Regions from separate parts of the Mus musculus genome. Here all the other regions are linked to region 1. A link is a contact called in public HiChIP or PLAC-seq and capture Hi-C data. All regions are on one chromosome and are shown on one strand. The core of a region is the stretch at or near the end of the contact, and the rest is flanking DNA. Distances in the headings are between cores, read along the strand shown. Region 1 holds the start of Pax3 (paired box 3). Region 2 holds the start of Tmem198 (transmembrane protein 198). Region 3 holds the start of Slc4a3 (solute carrier family 4 (anion exchanger), member 3). Region 4 has its middle 110 kb from the start of Slc4a3.

Evidence for each region. HiChIP or PLAC-seq counts read pairs in DNA pulled down with a chosen protein or histone mark. Capture Hi-C pulls out chosen DNA fragments and counts their contacts.
Region 2: an H3K4me3 HiChIP or PLAC-seq map of embryonic stem cells shows a contact between it and region 1, with 5 times the contacts expected there. The contact joins the promoter of Tmem198 here to the promoter of Pax3 in region 1. A contact is called at or near these places in 2 of 115 datasets of contacts at active chromatin or transcription factors (astrocytes and embryonic stem cells).
Region 3: a capture Hi-C map of embryonic stem cells shows a contact between it and region 1, with 4 times the contacts expected there. The contact joins the promoter of Slc4a3 here to the promoter of Pax3 in region 1. A contact is called at or near these places in 2 of 39 promoter capture datasets (cranial neural crest and embryonic stem cells) and 1 of 9 other capture datasets (embryonic stem cells).
Region 4: an H3K4me3 HiChIP or PLAC-seq map of stem cell-derived neural progenitor cells shows a contact between it and region 1, with 6 times the contacts expected there. The contact joins the enhancer-like site here to the promoter of Pax3 in region 1. A contact is called at or near these places in 5 of 39 promoter capture datasets (the 3T3-L1 cell line, cranial neural crest, maxillary cranial neural crest and 2 more) and 3 of 115 datasets of contacts at active chromatin or transcription factors (astrocytes, neural tube and stem cell-derived neural progenitor cells).

Annotation. Positions count from the first base shown.
Region 1 is chr1:78,195,483-78,199,231 of GRCm38.p6, forward strand. Pax3 (paired box 3) reads right to left here and starts at 1,654. Exons shown (of 8, transcript NM_008781.4): 1 at 1,183-1,654; 2 at 1-4. The coding sequence starts at 1,267. RefSeq lists a promoter at 1,218-3,208, an enhancer at 2,373-2,983 and cis regulatory regions at 2,373-2,605, 2,761-2,983.
Region 2 is chr1:75,477,422-75,481,170 of GRCm38.p6, forward strand. It overlaps Tmem198 (transmembrane protein 198), which reads left to right and starts at 2,111. Exons shown (of 5, transcript NM_177056.4): 1 at 2,111-2,464; 2 at 2,772-2,976. The coding sequence starts at 2,811. It overlaps Chpf (chondroitin polymerizing factor), which reads right to left and starts at 2,050. Exons shown (of 4, transcript NM_001001566.3): 1 at 1,371-2,050; 2 at 1-397. The coding sequence starts at 1,684.
Region 3 is chr1:75,544,769-75,548,517 of GRCm38.p6, forward strand. It overlaps Slc4a3 (solute carrier family 4 (anion exchanger), member 3), which reads left to right and starts at 1,694. Exons shown (of 23, transcript NM_001357150.1): 1 at 1,694-1,845; 2 at 2,004-2,153; 3 at 2,465-2,630; 4 at 3,176-3,453; 5 at 3,548-3,663. The coding sequence starts at 2,103.
Region 4 is chr1:75,651,859-75,655,607 of GRCm38.p6, forward strand. No RefSeq gene overlaps it. Among named protein-coding and RNA genes, the nearest start is that of Slc4a3, 110 kb to the left of the region's middle. Within about 2 kb of position 2,108, at least 60 of the 459 cell types and tissues checked have an H3K27ac peak or open chromatin away from gene starts, as enhancers often do. A contact at or near this core is called in stem cell-derived neural progenitor cells, where this site is marked.

The DNA of each region.
Region 1 (3,749 bases), core at 404-2,903:
GACACTGGGAAGAGATGGCGAAAGGAGAGAGCCCGAGAAAGTCATTTAGGAAGAATAGAAAGCAGCAAAAAGAACCTAATTCTGCATCCTTCTGGCCAATTTGCCTGTGACAGTTAAAACACAAACCACCAAGCTCTGGGCTCCCAGTCCCGGACCCTTAAGGTTCTATTTATTCAAATAATTACCCGATGCAAGGTCATATAATCTTTTGGAAATTGAGCGATCGGAATGAGGTAACTGGCTGTAGAGAAACTGTATTTTCTCTTTTATTTGGGGGAGGGGGGCTGTGCTGCAAGTTGGAGGGAGACCTAGGACTGATGTCTAAAATGTCTTGCGATAACTGCCTCAAAGTCCTGAGAAGGCAGAGGTCCCGATAAGGGTATAGTAGGCAAGGGTTGGGGAGGCTCCCGAAAGGAGACACAGGTGACAGCAGGTATCACCTGTTACACTTAAAAAATAAAAATGGCAGCGAGCCTAGCTGTGGACACCACTGCCGAAATGACCGCCCTTGCACGTCACGTTTTACTCTGGATCGAGGTCGAAGGGCTCCTCCAGAACCCCAGTCTCCTGCTTTTACTTCCCAAATTATTTGGTCGGGTTCGGGTTTGCAGTAATTTCTACCTCCCCGAAATTTCCCAGCACCTTTAAGCAAACCGAAAGGCATTGCCAACCATTTTAGAAACTTCGAGATGCCACTTGAGTTGAGTGGAATTTGCTAATCAATGCTAAAACTTTTCAACTAGGAAGGGCCACCAGAATTTTTCACAGCAGGAAAATTCTTGCCGAACTAATAGTAGTTATTCAAAAGTGAACGCAGCCCGCACAATTTCGTAGCAACTTTAGGTGAACAGAAAGAGAACTTGCTTCCGGCGCTGCGAAGCTTGTTCACCTTTCTCACGGCAGCAATTCCGAAACAACAGGGCAAAGTGGAGCCGGCAGGAGCAGGCCAGGCAAGCTCCGAGAGCTTGTAGTGAGCTTAGCACTCCGTTTGCAGCCAGAACGTGAAATGGGGCTTCTCCCGCTCTCCACGAGAACCCCCTCCCCACTTTTGCTTCTTGGGTTGAGAAGTACCACGGGAAGAGGCTCCCGGTAAGGCACGAGTGGAGGCCCTGGAGACCAGGATTGGGGTGCGGCAGCCAATCCCAGGCCCGGGGATCCGGACGAGCTGAGGCCCTAACATACCTTCCAGCGGGAAGCCGCTGCGTGGGTAATTCTGCCCCGGGCCGGGCCGCATCATCCTGGGCACAGCGCCGGCCAGCGTGGTCATCCTGGGGGCAGCTTCGCTCGCAAATTATATCCAGGTGAAGGCGAGACGAAAAAGCGAGCACAGTGCGGCGGGTGACCCTCGGGAACTCTCCGGATCTCGGAGAGCTCCTCCCCCAAAAAAGGCCAGAGAGGGAGGCGGGGCGCGGGGAGGGGGGCGCTAATAGATCCAAGTCCACAGGCTCCAGAGGAGTCCCTTGAGTGCAGGATCCCAAGCCCAGGGCGGACGAGTTTGGTGCGAGTCTAGCAGATCGGCCCCTCAGCTGGGGCTACTGGCAAAGGTGCTCACTGCACCGCGAAGATCGGGTGAGGGAGGGTGGTGACGAGGCAGGAACACGTCCCAAGTCTCCTCCCGTCGTGACACCGAGTGCAGGGATCCGGACTAGGGAGCATTTATTAGTTCTTTCACCCAAAGCTTGATCAGGAGCCCTGAGCTGCGATTGGCCGAGGAGGAGACCGTCCCGGGTGGCAAAGACACGCGCTGATTGGGCGACAGAAGCTACTTTCTCTTCCCATCCCTGACGGTCCCCAGGCCTCCGCCGACCCAGAGGGGGACTAGCTCTGTGTCCCTTTCTCAAGAGAAGGGTGGACAGGTTGAAACTAGGAGAGGCAGCTTGGGTGGCAAGAGCCAGTGAGGATGGAAAAAGGCTCGCGGTGTCCCTGTCCCTCTACATGAGATTCAGCCTTGATCATCTTGGTTTTCTATTACTCTGTCCTAATCTCTTTCCGCCTTTCTCTGGAAACCTTGCTATATCCGCCCCTTATTTCCTCTGTCTGCCCCTGCTTTTCACCTGTGGATTTCGCTTCGGGATTACTAATACGGAGATGGCGGTGGAGCAAATTTGGAAAGGGGCACAGAGAATTCCGGATGTGTTTCCTTTTCCTTTCTCTGGTCTGCCTCTGGGCCTGAGCTCCCTATGTGAGCCTCCCAGAAAGGCATCTCTCAGGAAGAGTCCAAGATGTGCCCAGAAGGTCCTTTTGTCTTTCTTAGGCTGGGAATGAAAGACAGGTGGCATAGCCATGACAGAGACTGAAGAGGTTAGGCCTCCCCTGGGCTCCAAGTTGCAAGCAATGGGGAAGCCAGCTCCTTTTCTTGGTTTAAAAACCCTTCTGAGAAGCGGGGACTTTAAATCTCCACGTACACATTCATCCCCGATGCACTTGCATCTATATGTTGAGGTTTTGCCCGGGTGCAGCGTTTGTTCTCAGGAATTTATTATGGCATTCAGACTAAACTGCTGGAAAAATAAAAGAAGCAACGTCTTGGCTAGGAGCTGAAGTGTCCCCAGCAGGATATGACGCCAGGAGTGTTGTAAAGACTGTCTGTCCTTAGAGAAGGTACCATTGTGCCTAGCCTTTTATTTATAACTTGGTAAGTGCCAGCGAACACTCCTCCCTTACACCCCCCTCCCGTGCCAGCCCCACGTTCTGCGCTGCTCTTTATTCCCTCAAGTCTATTCAGGGACTGTCACTCTGGGGCCGAGAGGTATTCAGGGCCTTAATCAATCAAAAGGATGAGAATCAGGCAGGTTTTTTCCCCTTTGAAATAAAGGAAACAATGACTTCTGGGCTTCAAGTTCCCTTTTCTTTTTATGATATTTGAATTTTTCCTGCCCCTGAATCCTCCAACCCTCTCTCCATGTCCTCCCCCCCCCCATCTCCTTTGACAGTTTTGATGTGAACTCAGGCCCCCAATCCTACTTGCCCACCCCCTAATTAAGGCAAACTCAAGGGGGGGGGGCGTGCGTGTAGTTGTTCAAAGTCCCTGAGCTGGCCCTTTAAGAGTTCACTCCCAGTGGAGAAAGCTGGGTAGCTCTTTGCTCCCCCTGAAGTCAAAAGGGCTTATCGACCCTGGGAGCAGGCGAGACGGGCCTCTGGGGACTCCAGAAAATGTCTGGACACCCCACCCCCACCCACCCACATTTGGGGAGGAGCATTAGAGCTCACAGTGGAGAGAGAGTCCAGAAGCTGTTGGCCCGCAGAGCTGCTTAACCAAGTTTTATATAAAATAATTCAATTTGTCAAGGCGGGAAACTTTCTCACTTCCTTTCCCCCTACCCCTGGTCTGGAGTCCTTCAAAGTTTGGGTACTTGTTTTCGAAAGCACCATACACCCTTGCCATCTGAGGAACCAGACTTTTCCAAGATTTTTGCCCTCTCAAAGTTGAGCAGAGCCGAGTTTAGCACTTTGTCTGGTCAGCTTTAATCAGTGGGAAGACTAGGGACCAGAGGTGTATTTCAAGTGGTTAAATTCAGGCTGCACACTCAGTGAAAAGGGACCCCTCCTGAGGGTTAGAACCCTGTGGGGATGAGTCGCCTCTTTTTTTTTTTGTCCAAGACTTCAGTGGCATGACCCCAGCTCTTCAGAAGGCGGCTCTTACTGGACAAGGGTAACTTGTTTATAATGGGCGGCTGCAGATACCTTTCCGGGTTCAGACACTTCTCTAGGACACTTCCTCCGCAGTACTGCCTGTTGAACAGCTCATG
Region 2 (3,749 bases), core at 861-3,360, 2.7 Mb before region 1:
AGTATCTCCACCGATGAAGTCCTGCGGCCGGCCAAGATAGAGATGGGTTGCTGAAGCAAGGCTGAGGTGGCCAGCTAGGCGGTCCAGTCCATGCGCTTCAGTATAGGTGGCATCAGGCACTAGGAAAAACCAGTCAAAGTCATCGCCGTGTTGCTCCAGCAGGTGGCGCAGCGCCAGGTGCAGGTGTCCGATGGGCCTCTCTTCGCCCAGTGCCACCACCGCCATGCCTGAAGGTGTCCGGCGGCCCCTCGCACCGGTCAGGAACACTACATGCTCCAGTCGGTGTCCCAGAGTTCGGTTTACAGCCACACCCAGTGTAGGCAACGTGGCTTGTGAGGTCAGCACTGCCACCAGAAGCTTCTGCCTGATGCCCAGCTCCGTGCTGATATACCGAGTTCTGGGAAAAGACAGTTAGGAACAAGATAGCACACAGCTTCACTTGTTAGTTCTCCTCTGGACCTGTTTGGCACCCACGAACGGGAGGATAAGACTGTCTCTCCCACGAGACATGATTTAAGTGATATACTGGTCTCACAGAAAGTGTTGCATCTAGGAGACAGCACTTCCAAGGCAGATGCAGGTAAGAGATACACTAGATCTACTTCCAGATTTCACAACCTAGTGGCTGTGTCCCTGAACATGTTACTTAATCGGTGCCATCTGTAAAATGGGACAGATTGCACTTAAACAGTAACATGCTTGGCACACTGTTGCAGATGCTCCCTGCAACATGAATATGCTGTCAGCCCCGCCCCCCCAATATGTCCTATAAATGATGTGTAGAAGCATACGGCATAGTGGTGTAGAGAATGTCTTTTGGAGAGGGGCAAACTAAGGCAGTGACTCACCTTCCTAAGGTAGAAGGTAAGTTGTACAACTGGAATTCACTGTTACTTAGAAGAAATTACTTCAATGCGTGGGCAGAGACATCAATGTGATGAGTACATTCCTCCCTCTCCCATCTCATCCCAAGGTGGCCCTTGAAACCCATCTAGGAATGAAATACAGGTAAATTCCAGTTCCCTCCTTTTTCTTTCCCCCTCTTTATACACTTATCCTCTTTAACACTCATTTTTCTAATCCTAAACAGACCAGTGGGGGGCTAAGAGGGTCTTTGGAGTATAATTGGGTGGAGTCGGTTTAGCTCAGCTCAGATCCGGACGGGATCCAGAAAAAGCTTCAAACTGGCCCTCTGTCTCCCTGCAAGCAGGGTCATAGGAAGTAATCGAGGCCCAAGGACTTCCTGGCCGGCCGGCCCCTTCCTTCCGGAGCCTGACCCGGCCTCTGGCGGCCTCCCTAGCGCGCGCATCCTGGCTGGTGCCTGCGGGGGGGGGGGGGGGGGTGTTAGGGCGGACGGAGTGGATCAGTACCTGACGGCCTTCTTGGTGGCCTGGCCTGGCTGCGCGGGATGGTAGGGCAAGACACGAGGCTCCCAGCTCTCACCGGTGCCTGCGCCGGCCCCGGGCCTCTCGCGCTCGGATCCGGGCTGCACCGAGTTGGGCCGGCGCGCCGCGTTGGTGTTGCCGCGCGGCGGCAGCTCAGAGTCTCCGGGTTGGGGCGGCCCGGGTCCGCAAGGCTCCTCCACCCAGGTGACGCTGAGCAGGCTCAGGGTGAAGCCCAGAGAGATGCCCACGGCCACGGGCCCCGCGGGCCGCAGCACGGACAGCAGCAGCGACGCCCGCATGGCGTCCCGACAGCGGGTCCCCGGCCCCCGCGTAGCCCGAGGCGGCTCCGAGGGGGCGGGACCGAAGAGGGGGCGGATCCGGAGGGCCCAGGCCCAGCAGGCGGGCCCGCTCCCTCCCCGCCGAGCAGAGGTAGGAGCTCAAGCCCGGAATCCCCGGGCGGGTCGGCCGCCCTTAGAGCAGCACTGCGCGCCCGGGCCTCCAAGGCGGCCGCTGTCCGACGTGTCACCGACAGGGCCCCGCCCCCGAGGTGGGGTCTAGCCGTCAGCTAGCGGAGAGGGACGAAGGGGAGGAGGTTAAAGGGGAAGGACCCCCGGAAGTGCCCCCTCCTCAGCGCCGGAGAGGCAGACGCCGGGGGCGGAGTCCCCTGTCTCCCCCCTGCGTGGTTGGTGCGTCCCGGATGACGTCAGAAGCAGCCCGCCCCTGCCAGGATGGTGCACCCTGAGTGACGTCAGGAGCAGAGGCCGGAGCTGTCCATCAGCACCAAAGGCCGCCAGCGGGCTCAGGGCATGGGGCCGCGGCTCCGGGACAGCCCGAGCTCCTGCTCCTTTCCCTTCCCCGAGCCGGGCGCGAGTCTGTGGAGCTGCAGTGCCAGCCGGTGTCGGAGGTGGGGCGACGACGCCGTCGCACAGAGACCCGTCTCTCCGGCCCAGCAGCCCCCTTCGCACGGCAGACTTTGCCCGGACCCCAGTCAGTCAGAGCCTCTGGTGTCCTACAACCCCGGCTCCTCCGGCCCCTGCACACCCTCCTTTGCTCGGAAGCTCCGGTCACCTCCGGCCCAGGTAGATCTTGGACAATTCCAAATTGAGCCTCCCACAGATGGTGCTCAGGCTGCCTCTTTTTGCCAGCGGCACCCTCCCTCTCCTCGTCTAGCCCCATCTAGTCCCTCTTTTAAGTCCATCCCAGCCGCCTCTAGCCAGGCACTTGTTTCCCTTTGTCTCTGCTCCCCGTTCCAGAGATGCTTCTAGAGCTGCCTGATGTGGGCAACCATTCCTTTGTCCACTGTGCCCTTGCTGAATTCCCCCACTCGCACTGTTATTGTAGTGGAGACCCACAACTGACTCTTGACCCCAATTTCCTCCCTGTCAGGTTGTCCTGGGAGGGTGACCCCCTTCCATTCCCGGCGCTATGCCGGGTACTATGGAAACTCTGCGGTTTCAGCTGCTGCCCCCGGAGCCGGATGACACCTTCTGGGGTGCACCTTGTGAACAGCCTCTGGAGCGCAGGTATCAGGCACTGCCGGCCCTCGTCTGCATCATGTGCTGTTTGTTTGGAGTCGTCTACTGCTTCTTTGGTGAGATCCCCCTCGTTCCTCACCTGTGGCCTTCTACTGTTTCCCTAAAGTTCCTTTTTCTGGTGTCTCGAGAATCATTTCCACCCCATCCCACCCCCACCCCCACCCCACCCTCATGGCGGTATCATTCTCTTGCTGATCACAAGTATATTTGTAGATCATTGACTCTAGATTCTACAGAGAGCAGGTTTTGAATTAGGCTCTTTGAGTTTGAACCGGGCTCTGTATGTTAGTCACTGTGATGTAATGGGCATGTTAACCTGGGTCTCAGCTTTTTCACTTGGACAAAGACAACAGTGTTTGTCTCATATAGACAAGAATTAGTAGGTGGTCAAAGAATAATGACTATCGTAGCGAAGATATGTTTGGATCACTTAGGATAAGCAGACTAAAATAAAATAATAAAAACTCTTAGCATGGTTCCTTACCACAGGGCATATTGCATGGTGGGGGCGAGACCTGGAATATTCACACTTGTGATACATATCAGAGTGGGCTGGATGGTAGTCATACAAATGGAGATCGCCTACAAGGCAGATTCCCATAAGAATGGTTACTGTGAAGAGTTGTATGGGGGAGGGCGTGGTATGCCTGTAATCCCAGCATCCAGGAAGCCAAAGCAAGGGAAGGGAGGCTCAAGGCCAGCATGGATTACATAGTTCAGTGAGGTTGGGTGGGTGAGCACTAACTGCCGCTCAGTCGAACAGGTGTGTGGGGGTCCATTTGACAACTCTCAAGGTCTTGGACCAAGGCTGGCTTCTCTACAAAACAGT
Region 3 (3,749 bases), core at 444-2,943, 2.7 Mb before region 1:
AGCCCATGGGCGTCATGGGCTTGGCTTTAGGAAAGCAACTCACATGTCCTGTTTCTGCATAGCTGACACCCAGTGCTGACATCTTTGTAAACACGGATGACTGTGAGAAGTCTGGAATAAATGGCCGGGGCTCAGACAGCCATCATCTGCAATCCACCAAGGATGCCCAAACTTGTGGGTAACCTTCTTCCTAGGTGAACCTCTATGGGGGATCACGCCTTCCTGCATCCCCATGTTCTCAGACAAAGGAATAATACTTCCCTAGGATGGTTAGTGTAAATTGTCAACGTGATGACATCTAGAATCACCTCAGAGGTGGGCCATGCCTATCTGGGATTCTCTGGATTGATATGGATAAACTGGCTTTTTGTTTGTTCCGTTGATAGGGTTTTGTTGTTGTTTTTTGAGACAGGGTTTTAATATGTAGCGCTGGCTGGCTGGAACTCAGTGTGTAGACCAGGTTTTGCCTTGAACCCCTAGAGACTACTCAGCCTTTTTCGTTTGTTTTTGTTTTTCGAGACAGGGTTTCTCTGTGTAGCCCTGGCTGTCCTGGAACTCACTCTGTAGACCAGGCTGGCCTCGAACTCAGAAATCCGCCTGCCTCTGCCTCCAAAGTGTGGATATTAAAGGCGTGTGCCACCACTGCCAGGCTCTCAGCCTTTTAAGCGATGGAATTAAAGCCGGGTACCTCCATGCCCAGCTCTCAGAAGATCCATCTTAGTTGTGGCAGGATCATTTCTCTGGCCTGGGGATCCTGAACTGTTTGAACTGATTGTAGATGGGATGCGACCAGCTGCTTCAAGCAATCCCCAGGGCTCTGTGTGTACACTCTTCCCTTGGGTAGGGCTGAGATCTCGCAGCGCAGGGGTCAGAGCAGCTTCTACTTTGTACATGCTTCTCTCCCCTCCTTCCCACCCCACCTTCTGCTGACCCCCAGTTCTTCTCCCTTTGTTTGTTCTAAGGTGTAGGGGTCTGGCTTAAACGGACTGTCATTCAGGGCTTTTATGAGCATGGGTTATTCTAGATGCCCAGTTTCAGAGACTCAGAGAACACTGGGGGTGGGGGGTGGGGGTGTCCAGGTGCCCTTTGCGAACATCTCTCTGACCTTGGAAAGTGAGATAGGTCCTCCACGGTTGGAGGAGCAGGGGCGGGATTCGGGTGGAGGAACAGTGAGAGCTTAGCCACAGGATTTTAGAGTGGTTGGCCCAATTGGAATGCCCCTGTTTCAGCTGCCTCTGGCTACTGATGGGTAGATAATGTGCCAAGGTCAAATGGTGGGTGGCGCCCAGCGCCAGAAGCCAGCCTTTGAAGGGCATCAGTTGAGCTGAGGCTGGAGGTGTTGAGGGCAATGGCTTTCAGGGGTCTCTGATCTCGTGTCCAAGCTGGAGAGGCTTGTATGTGCGAAGAGGGTCTCCTCCAGGGCTCCTGAGGGAAAGGGAGGGGTGGCTAAAAGCAAGGTGGAGGAGTGTGTTTGAGGGATTGTGGGAATTTAGGGCCGTGCACCCGCCCCTCCTCCCCCCCCCCCGCAATGCGTGGGGCGCCTGGAGAGGGGTCTTGCGGGCAGGTGGGATCCTGCGGGGACCCGAGCGCGGGGCCCACGCTGGCCTGGTCGGGGTAAGTCAGGGATCGTCCACTCCCATTGTGCGGCCGGGCGGCGGCGGGCTGGCACAGCCGAGCGCTAGGAGGTGGAGCCGTGGACTGCAGGCTCCGGCGCCTGCGTCCGCCTGGCCGGGCTCTGCGCGGCGAGAGGCCGGACGGGAACCCGGCAGCCGCGCCCCGGAGCTTGCGGGGAGGGACATGGGGCGCGGCGGCTCTCCCAAGCCCCGCAGGTTCCGGAGCCCGGAGGTACTTAAGGGCAAGGCGTGGGCGCCGGGCCGGGTAGGGACAGCGGACTAACATGGACCGGGTTGGGCCTCGGAAGGGAGAGCGGGCTGGGCACCGGGATGGAGCACCCCGGAGGGGGCCCACCAGCGCAATTTCTGACCCCGCCCTCCTTCCTCAAGGCTCCCCAAGAGGTCTCTGCAGCGCCCCCTTCTTCTCACCCAGGGTTTGGGTCCCATAGTGATTGAGAGACTCCTAAGTCTTCAGTCTTCAGCCCTGCCATGGCTAATGGGGTGATCCCGCCGCCCGGGGGCGCCTCCCCCCTACCCCAGGTGACTGATGCGTGGGGGTGGGGTGGGGGAGGAGGGGCAGGATGGGCGGGGTGTCCTCTGGATGACCCTGGGACCACCAGATCCAGATGTAGAGCTGTATTGGTAGTGTAGAGGAATAGGGGGTCTTCGGTATTTCATGCACTTGTGGCTGGTGCTCCCACAACCTGGGGGGAAGCCCTCAGAGGGTGTTTTGGGGATGTTGATGCAGGCAAGGGTGAAGGTGTTGGGAAGGCCCTTGAAGTATGGAGTTGGGGTTGGGTGGGGAGTGTTCATGAACTAGGGGTCCTTAGGAGAGGCTATCTGGCCTGCAGGTCCGGGTGCCCTTGGAGGAGCCCCCTCTGGGTCCAGATGTAGAAGAGGAAGATGATGACTTGGGCAAGACCTTGGCTGTGAGCAGGTTTGGGGACCTCATCAGCAAGACCCCGGCCTGGGACCCCGAGAAGCCTAGCCGCAGCTACAGCGAGCGGGACTTTGAGTGTGGGTAGCCTGGGGACCCCTAGCACCCCAGCCTTCACCACCATCACCTTCATCGCCACCATTACTGCGCTCACCTCCGGCTTGATCACTCAGTGTCATCCTGTGCTGGACGCTGTGCTGGGCCACCATGCCATGTTAAGTCATCCTGCCTCTCATACCATCATCACCTTGTTCACCTGTCAGGGGAGATGTAGGGGAGATGCGCCTGAGGTCTCTCTCAGTGACCTTCATCGTGCACTGGGTCCCACTCACCCTCTGCCCCACTGTGTTTCCTGATGTGTCTTCCCTCAGCTTCTCTCTTTCTTCGGTACCACATCTCCCGACTCCCCTTTGCGACTTTCTCTCTATGTCACTCTTGTCCCCACTCCACCTGGCCTCACCAATGACAGGAGCAGGGATGCATAGTTGGGAGGGGTGTCCTGGCTCTAGAAGAAAGACTGGGGGTGCCTTTGTTTTAGATCTCACGCTAGAATAAGGTGTGAACTCCTTGTGGGGGAAGCCCCACTCTGCTTCAGGGGTCTCAACCCACTCTCCTGCACCTCCAGTTCACCGGCACACATCCCACCACACCCATCACCCGCTCTCAGCCCGCCTGCCTCCACCCCACAAGCTTCGGCGACCGCCCCCCACCTCTGCTCGGCACACCAGGAGGAAGAGGAAGAAAGAGAAAACCTCTGCTCCCCCATCAGAAGGGACACCCCCTATCCAGGAGGAGGGGGGAGCTGGAGCAGAAGAGGAGGAGGAGGAAGAAGAGGAAGAAGAGGGAGAGTCTGAGGCAGAGCCTGTGGAGCCTCTACCCCCAGGTCCCCCACAGAAAGCAAAGGTAGGGTCTCCTCATGGACAGAGGGCTGGCTGGTCAAGACCTGATGTGACCGAGGTGGCTCCTGAGTGATGAGTCTGTCCATGTATGTCCACAGTTCTCCATTGGAAGTGATGAAGATGACAGCCCAGGCCTTCCTGTCAAGGCTCCCTGTGCCAAGGCCTTGCCTTCTGTGGGCCTGCAGTCTGACCAGAGCCCCCAGCGCTCCGGCAGGTACTAGTCCCAGCTCCCTGGACCCAGCCCTCACTGAGCAGAACCCACTGCAATCCAGAGCAGGTGGCCCAAGTCCCTGACACTTG
Region 4 (3,749 bases), core at 858-3,357, 2.5 Mb before region 1:
TAGCACGAGGCACCCCATCTTCTGCTTGTCGAAAGCAACGGAAGCTCTGTGGAGAGATCTGGCCACCCAGGGATGAAGTGGAAGTGATTTTGTTCTGAGCACTGTTGAGTCTTCAAGCGTGAGCTAACTCATTCCCAGTCTGCACAGCACAATGGATTATGAAATGGGACTATTGGAAAGAATTGAAAACTTTTAGGGATGGGGAGATGGCTCAGTGGGTAAAGGCATTTGCTGCCAAGCCTTATGACCTTGGCTCAATCCTGGGCCCACCACAGGAAGGAGAGAACTGAGTCCTGGAAGTTGTGCTCCACAAGCACACCATAGCAATGTGAACACACACACACACACACACACACACACACACACACACTAAATAAATGCAAAAAATAACAATTCAGTTCCTAAATTGAGGGCTTAGCAATCAAATGACTACAGATATTAATGAGATACTTAGGGGCAACAGTTTTATCATTACCCTAGTTAGTTTCTATATTTCAAAATAAATTGCAAATTATTCATTTCATCAATGACATATAAACAAGAAGCAAAGAAAATAAATGATTGTTTGCCACATGAAAACATTTCTTATTTTTTCTACTGAATAATTATTAAGCATAAAAAAACCTAATTGAATCTCATTTCTACAAATCATTAAGGAGTTTTTGAGCCAAACAAGCCATGGCCTTTTTGCTGATGGGATTGTAAATATCACCAGTCTAGAAAAAAATTAGCCGATCATTTATTCTGCAGAGGGCATTACTGCATTTCTGTAAACACATCATGTCATTGTAGAGTTGGGAAATTGACCAGAGGCTGGGGAAAAAAAAATCTCACTTGGCCAGCAGAGGTCACTCTTTCTCCTTTATCGATCCCAGTAACCGGCTTCTGAGTGTTTAGTCAAAGGTGTTTTGAGCTTGAAGCTCAGCCAGAGGCTGTGGAAATAATACACATCATCAAGGCGAGCTCTGCTTTCTTACACACATGCACGCACACATGCACGCGCGCGCGCACACACACACACAGACAGACACAGAGTTTAAATGTTTTACTCTAGCTGGACAACTCACATACATATAATAAGAGCCACTCGGTTATGCATGTTAATGCATTTCTTTAATTAATCTGTTTCATCAACTATTACTCTAATGCTTACTGGTGCCAGCTCCAATTCTGCCCAGTTCTCTGACTTATGAACCAAAGCTTAGATTTCTATAAATACCTGCAGGTGACTGGCATGAACCTTTAGAGAGAGTTTCTGCAGAGGAACCAGGAACTAACTAGGACCAGGCTGTATTGAACCCTGGCCAAGCAGAGAGGCCAGTGCCAGGCACTGAGGGTTAAGCTGGAGAGGTACATACCCTACCCTGGCTTCTGTGTTTGGCTTTGTTATGGAAACAAAAGCATATGCTAGCAGTTCTTTCGAAGGTTGGGCCATAGAATGAATTTAGATGAATTATACATGAATATCCAAAGTATAGGCCAGTCATAAGTATCTATAGATGGTCACGACAGCTGAGTGATGGAACTGTCTAGTAGTGAGGTAAACCACTCAGCGTTTGTCTGGCCAAATCATTAAAAGTATTTCAGTAATTCATTTTTAATATCTTTCTTTATGGGGGACATAGTGGGCATTTTTAGGAAGTGCCTGGGAAAGTTGAGCTTTTGGTTTGCCAATGATTAGCTAAGATCTTTTCTAACTCTTCCATCCCATCTCCTCCTTCCCCCTTCCCTCCCTTCCTGTAGCACCCCCTTCCAGTCCTTTTCTGTCCCTCCCTTCGATTCCCCTCCCCCACTCTTTTTCTTTCCTGAAATACCAATTTCATACAGAATTTTAAAAACGTGGTGGAAATCTGAGATTCTCCGTGGCTGTTTTTCCTTTGGCCACCAGGTGGCGCCATCACAGTGCGCCGGGGTCTAGGCAACCCTTCCTAAAGAACGGAATGTGTCTCTTCCTTAGGTGGTGGGTAGCTTAATGACTAGGTCCGTAGCTCCCTGTAGTGCCTGCGAGGAGCTGCATCCAGGGGAGGAAGATCTATTGGGCTTCCTCACATCGCCCTCTGAAACCTTGGTTTCTCTGGTCTGTGGTTTTGTGCTGGGCCAGCTGCCATCTGCTTACCCAGAATGCCTTGCAAAAGTGTGCTGGAGCCAGCTGGTGTACTTGCTAGAGACTGGTTAAGTAGCCAGGAATTTTGTGAACTGATTGTTGGACCATTGGCAATTAGACATCAGCCTTGGTGGGCGTATTTGAGGCACTAAAAAATCACACGACTTCGTCCTGTTTGCTGATGTATGAGTACTCTTGCCTTTGTGACCCTCGGTTGTATCCAAAACCAACCAACCAATCAAACCATAGTCCCCTGTTGCCTGACGTTAAAAGTGTCAAATTAAAAAAAAAATGCAAATATTTGTAGGGAAGGAAAAAAATTCCTCCTTTTTCTTATCTTTCTTTAAAAGCTTTGAAGCAAAAGTTGTTTCTTTTTAAATGATCAAGTATAGATTTCTGCTCTTCTAGCTAGAGTTTAGTCAAAAGCTGAGGGGATTATTCCAGCTTTCAGCCTCAATCCGATTCCTCTCCTGAAATTAACGTTTGGCCTAGCTATTTTTCCTTCCTGTCTCCCCAGTTTTATTTAACATCCCTTTATCGCCCTCACACTGTGAAACTCTGGCCTCCTGAAGGTGTGTGTCCCCTGACATTGTCCCTGGCCTAGACACCAGTCTTTACCAGTCCTTTAGGACTCAGAAAGCCGTCCAGGTGTAGGTGCACCTAGGCCGCATGCGCTCATGGAGTGCTTGTCAGGAACGATTGTCGTTTTCCGGTTCTCCACGGCGACATTGTTTTACTCCCTGATAGGCCGAGCCTGGACTCCACGGCACGGCTCCGACTGCTTCGGAGGCAAACTCAAGGGAGAAGACAGTCAGTACCCATTGCCTGGGTACTGAGCACTGTTCCTCCTCAGGCTGAGGAGGGCGCACCTAAGTTGGTGCCAGCATTGGAGGGAGGTTGTGGAAGCAGAGGCTTAGAGCTGCTGTGGGGAGAATCCTGTTGAGGACGCTATCACAGCTTCTGCTATAAAACCATTGTCTAGACGATGGTTCACTCCTGTTTGTTGACTGCCTCAGCGAGCCTCATCCCTTGGGCAGAACATTTCTTTTGCACAGATGTTGCATTAGCTGCTCAGGGTGCCATAAAGAGACTTTGCACACTGGGAGGCTTAAGTGACTGGCATTTATATTCTCTCTGTGGAGGCGAGAAGCCCCACAAACTTAATTTATGGTGAGGGCTCTCTTCCCAGCTTCTAGATAGCCTTTTTTCCCCCCTGTATGGCCATGGAAGGGTCTTTCTCCATGGAGTGTCTATTAACTCTTCCTACAAGGACACACTACTAACGGGTTAGGGCCCTAGGACTCCATGAACCTTTAATACCTCCCTAAAGCCCGACATCCAAATAAGTCTAACTGGGGACTAGGGATGCAGTATACAAACTACTGTGGGCCCACAATTAAGTCCATAGCAAATGGCAACTGATGGTTTTAAAAACATTTGGAGCAAGAAGAAATGCGAGGACATAGTCTCCTTTAATCACCGTCTCAGGTTTACCAGATGTATTTAGGAAACTCTTCTACCTGGTCCAATTGCTGCTAGTGTGGGGTAAAGTCATGATTTTTTTTTTCCTGCTTCCCCATGTCCCCATAAGGAGGACCGAGACCTCGTCCTCATTCTGATCCAAGCTTCAATTACCCTTCAGAAT